Linked DNA regions of Sus scrofa: region 1 is linked to region 2. The links are chromatin contacts, called in public Hi-C maps. All regions are on one chromosome and are shown on one strand. Each heading gives the region's core, a stretch centred on a gene start, on an enhancer-like site or on the middle of the called end of the contact. The rest is flanking DNA. Distances are from core to core; before and after follow the strand shown. Region 1 holds the start of MSC (musculin). Region 2 has its middle 78 kb from the start of TRPA1.

What was found. Hi-C and Micro-C count contacts between places; a contact is called where the count stands out from the background.
Region 1: a Hi-C map of embryonic fibroblasts shows a contact between it and region 2, with 2.5 times the contacts expected there. The contact joins the promoter of MSC here to the enhancer-like site in region 2. A contact is called at or near these places in 1 of 5 promoter capture datasets (liver), 25 of 47 Hi-C or Micro-C datasets (adipose tissue, alveolar macrophages, blood and 16 more) and 1 of 2 datasets of contacts at active chromatin or transcription factors (skeletal muscle).

What each region holds. Positions count from the first base shown.
Region 1 is chr4:63,708,491-63,711,190 of Sscrofa11.1, reverse strand. MSC (musculin) reads right to left here and starts at 1,391. Exons shown (of 2, transcript XM_003125595.4): 1 at 628-1,391. The coding sequence starts at 1,146.
Region 2 is chr4:63,569,948-63,572,647 of Sscrofa11.1, reverse strand. No RefSeq gene overlaps it. Among named protein-coding and RNA genes, the nearest start is that of TRPA1, 78 kb to the right of the region's middle. Within about 2 kb of position 1,412, at least 49 of the 83 cell types and tissues checked have an H3K27ac peak or open chromatin away from gene starts, as enhancers often do. A contact at or near this core is called in adipose tissue, brain, embryonic fibroblasts and 7 more, where this site is marked.

The DNA.
Region 1 (2,700 bases), core at 142-2,641, 140 kb before region 2:
CTTAATTCCCTTCCCTACAACACACACACACACACACACACACACACCCACCACCATGAGCAGCCACTCGTCCCAAGTAGAAATTGGGATATGATCTTTCTCAAGCCCGGAGAGTTGGCAGGTCGGAGAGGGACTTTCCAGACAAATCCCTTGTGGGGAAACCTCTGCTATTCTTCAATAATTGAAAAATCCAATGACTTTTAAAAAGAGCTCGCCCTTCCCTCTTTCCTTTCAGAAAGCAGGGCTGGTTGATTCAAACCTGTCAGACTCTTAACTGGAAGTTTGGAAAGCGAGATTTGCCTTTCAATCTGCAACGGGATAGCGGACTCAGATGGAATTGGTTCACCCCGGAAGCAGGATATTAGCCAACAGCTGTCACTGGGCAAAGCACCACTTAACAATCATCAGAATGATGCAAGCACAGGAGGGTGGATGGTTCTCCTCCAGGAAAATGGCTGGTCCCTCCTGCGATTTGGGAGAAACTAAACTGGCCTCCCCACCACCCATACCAGATCTCCCCCACGACCGCCTTCGGATTTTTCCCAGAGGCCAGACACTGCCCGAGCCTGGGAGCTCACTGGGCATCTCTCGGCTGCTAGCCACGGGCCTCACGCGAGGCTCCCCTACCAGGTTCACCGGGTGGACGTAGCCGTTCTCGTAGCGGTCCTCCTGCAACAGCTGCCGCAGGTGCGCGATGTAACTGGAAGCCAGCCGGAGCGTGTCCAGCTTGGAAAGCTTGGTGTCGGGGGGCACCCAGGGCAGGCTGGTCTTGAGCCTGGAAAAGGCTTTGCTTAGAACGCGCATCCGGGCGCGCTCGCGGGCGTTGGCCGCGTTCCTCTGCGACTGCTTGCACTCGGCGGCCGAGCCCTTGGGCGGGAGGGGCTTCTTGCCGCCGCCGCCGCCGCCTCCCCCCGCCACACGGGGCCGCTTCCTCTTGCAGCCTCCGGCGCCGCCCGCCGCGCCCAGCGCACAGCGCTCCTCTTCGCCGTCGGGGTCTTCCTCCTCTGCCGATGAGTTGTCACTGGGCGAGATGTAGCTGCGCTCCGCGCCCCGGAGGGGCAGCCTCTTGGAGGCGGGGACCGGGTACCCCCGCTGCAGCCCCCGCAGCTCCATCTCCTCGGGGTCGCTCACCGAGCCGGTGGACATCGCTGAGTCCCGAACGCCCCCGCCTTCCTCCCCCAGGCCAGTCTCGCGGTGTCCGCCTTCCGCTCCCTCGCGGAGGCGGGGGTCAGGCTGAACTCTGGAGAGAACTAGAAACCGGGTCGGGAAGCGCGTAGCCGCGAGAGCGAGCCCCGCCGCTGACCCCAGAGAGGGCGGCGGCGAAGTCGGCGCCCTGGCCCCTGCTCGGCGCGCACCACCGCGCTGCGCCTTTTGACAGGACTATTTATCTGTACTCCTCGGAACAAACCACCCCCGGCAAAAAAAGAGGGGGTTGGAGAGGGGGGACAAGAGGTGGGGCGGGGGCGTGGAAGGGGTGGGGACCGCTTTTCCGAGTGTGGAGGATCTGCTGGTGGGGGAGGGGAAGGGGAAGTCTTCGCTGAGCCTTTTGGGCCCCTGGGCCCCACCGACCAGGATCCGTCAGTTCGAGTTGAGTGTGCGCAGGATGAGCAAAGGAGGGGACCTTGTTCATATCCACCCCACTTCCACCCCCAACTGATCTTTGCGCTGGCGAAGATTGTCAGACACTTGGAAACCCCAGGATCGCGACCTCTCTGCTTCTTTCCCAAGTCTTTTCAGCAGAACTGTGTTTTCCAAGTTCATCATTCGTAATGTACGACTGCTTATCCAAGCCTGGCCCCGACAAAAGAGCAGAAGCCAAACAGGCGACACCCGAACAATCCTCGAACTACCTCTCATTGTCCTCGCCTCTTTTTCTTTAGCGTCCCTTCATGGTTTACGAAGCACTTTCGTCTACGTTGCTTCGTTTCATTTTCAAACATCTGTGACTTAAATGTTATTGTCCCCACTTTGCAGAACCTGAAGCTCAGCAGCCCGGATAGATATTAAGTAAAGGACCCCAAATCAACAGGCTGGTAAGTAGCCTATGGGCCCAGAAGCATCCTGGCCCCTCGATATTGCAGTCGCTACTTGCCTCCCATCCACACAGCACAGATCTGCTGTTTTCTGCTGTCTTGAGAGTTCTGTGCATTAATTTTGTTTTAATACCACAGTGTGTAAGATAGAGGATCCTGTCCCAGCTCTTTTGAGTTATTAGCTAGGGAATCGATTGCTATTTTAGATAGTGTGTTGAAGAGAGCTTCCCGGATGCAGAATGCTAAGTCAGCAAATCATCCAAAGTTTTAAAAAATGACAAAACAGCACCCAGAAGTATGCCCCTTCCCTCAAATGAGACAAAACATAACTGAGGTCTCATTTTCTAACTACAAGGGCCTCTGTAATACGTGGCCTGGAGAGGTGTGCTTCGTTTTGGAAGTGGACACCAGTGCCAGCTGTTGCCTGACACTGGACTAGATGTCCTGTGACTGCCCACTGAGTAAAACGAACAAACCTAAAACAACACAACATGATTAAATAATTCTAGGAGCTTGGGATCTGGTTAGTTGCTCCGTCCTACACTGAGGAAACAGTCTTCATACCTGAATTAGGTGTTTACCTGTGCTTTCCCTAAAAGCCCAAGCTGAGCCTCCCAAGCTGAGCAAAGCTTAGGGAGACAGAAGGGCAGTCAGCCCAGGACCGAGC
Region 2 (2,700 bases), core at 163-2,662:
AGCGTCAGTAAATGTCAGGACGATGATGATGGTATCATGATGTCAAGATAATTTAAGTGGTATTCAGATAAGACATTTAAATAGTGTCAAATCACATATTGAGGAAGTTATTTCCTTTTCAATTTGATTTCACTTTTTCTAATGATCTCCAGGAATGTTGCCAAGTGGTACGAGTGCATCTTGTATACCTAGTGATCTTTGAGCAGATCTCAAGCTTAGAGCTTCAATTTAATAGCATTGTTTTGTTTTCATTACATTTATTTTTATTATCACTTTCTATTTATTAAAACTCTATCGATATTTATCAGTGATAGTGTTTAAAGTTTCCTTTAAAATAATATTTATTTATGTGGATAAAGCAAGCCAATTGAAAATGTGAAGTTTTGGATAGAACAGGAGGTATGTTGACCAGACAAAATCCTGATAGTGGAAGGCTTATGTATATCTAAAGTTTGGAAGTGCATTTTGGGATAGCGACTTGACACCATCAAACCTCCACAATTCAAATGTTTCTGCTCAGAAAATATGCTGTACCACGAGTGGGTGCCCCCACCACCACTACCTGGCCATCTCTTTGGTACAGGTGGCCTAGGAAATAGTCCTTCCTGCATCTGGTTACTAATGGAGAGAAGGAAACACCAGCCATTGGTGGTTACACTACCCTTGTCTAATGCCTTGGCGTGCTTCTCCGCTCTCCTCTCATAGAAACCTGCTTAGCGGCAGGTGGACAGTTGGCACTCTATCCCAAGAGATAGAACACTTATCTCCAAAAGTGTGCGGGTAAATGGTTAATAAATGTGGTTCTGGGGGAAGGGCTAGTTCGTGACTTTTGCCAATTTCAGTGGCCTAAGTACTTCACCTTAGCTGCTTTCAAGCAGGGCTGTGTTTCACATACAGCTGACAAAATTCCTGAAGATTTGACAGTTGACTGTGGGAAGCCAGTATCAGCAGCCTCCCACCCTCCACTCCAAGTCATCTCCAATGGAAGCATGTCATCGTGGAACTACACCTTTTCTCCCCAGATCTGTCTTTTTTTCTAAACTTTTAGCTCCATGAGTGAAGAAACCACATCTGTCTTACTCACCAAGGTCACCTCCCTGCTTAGGGCCGTCCTGACACCTACAGATGCCCACAAATACTTCCTGCTTACTAATGATTACTCGTGGACGGTGTGCGATTAAAAGAAATTCCCACAAAGGTCTTAGTTCCTTCAATCTTGCAGATTTCTTAGGCTTAGGAAGCCTTTAACTTAAAAAACACAAACAAACAAACAAACAAACAAAAAAACGCTTTTGCTTTGAGCAACAGACCAGCCGTGGCTCCAAAGTTTCTGAGAGCGAGTATATTTATGTAAGACCGAGATGAGCTGGGGCTGGAAGGAAGCAGAGCAGAGCCCATCCACGCAGTTCCTGGTTCCAGGGCTCCAGCCTTCCGCAGCCCTGCCGGCTCGCCAGTGAGTGACCCTCAAACCGCCACCGCCACCCTCTCTTAGAGTCCTGCGAACTCTCCGCTCTTACATGTTGTCTCCGAGAGTCAAGGGAGTCCAGGCTGGCAGCCCTGCTCCCTGACAACTGGGGAGCCTGCCTGCCTCTTCCCCCGCAGGGCGGCGGGGACCCGGGAAGGGGAGGGACAAGGAGCCACGGGGCATCCGGCTCCGGAAGGGGCGCTGGGCCGGCGTCACCCGGGACCGGAACGGAGGTGGCTTGCGCGGCTCGCATGCAGCGGAGGCGGGCAGAGAGCGTGGGCACCGCTGGACGCTCGTCCCCCAGCGCTGTCTCCCGGGCCATCTGCGAAGCCACCTGAGCGGCCACGGGTCGCCCCCGGATGTGGGTGGTGACAGGCTTCCGTGGGCGCCGTTTCACAGATGGAGTCCCAGACTTCTGTCCCCCTCTACGTTTAGGATTAGGGACATCCCTTTCCTCCAGAAGGCAGCGACCTTCAGGGACCTGCACTCATTCTTCGCAGTTGGAGGGGAATTGCTTCAGCGGCTTGAAAGGAAACTGTCCTTTGTACCCCACCTGTCTGCCCATCCAAACCCTACCTGCGGTGGGCAGAGCCTGCTCAGGACTTCCGTGCCATCCCCCTGGGCTGGCTTCAAAGCCTTGGAAGGCGACTGAGAGAAGTGACCCTACCTTAGGCAGGAGGTTTCTGCCAGCCCAGGACCCCAGCCTGGAGAGAACTTACTTCTTCTTTTTTTTTTTTTTTTTTTTTTTTTTTTTAAACTCTTTTGTCTTCTTAGGACTGCACCCATGGCCTATGGAGGTTTCCAGGCTAGGGATCTAATCGGAGCTACAGCTGTTGGCCTACACCACAGCAATGCCAGCTCTGGGGCCCCTTCTGCCACCTACACCACAGCTCACCACCTCAGCTCAAGGCGACACTGGATCCTTAATCCACTGAGCAAGGCGGGGGATCAAACCCGCAACCTCATGGTTCCTAGTCTGATTCCTTTCTGCTGCTCCATGATAGGAACTGGTTGTTCAGTACCTCCTGCCTATAAGGTTAAAAAGAAAAAACTCCATAGGCCAGGATACCCAGGTTCTATTTACAACACCTTCGCTAAACACGGCTCAGTGACTTGGGGCAAGTTACTAAATTTCTCTGGATCTTAGTTACTTCGCCTGAAAATGGATGGAGTTGGACCATGTGAATATTAAGGTCCCTTTCAGCTCTGATGGTCCAAGATGCTAAAATTCTACT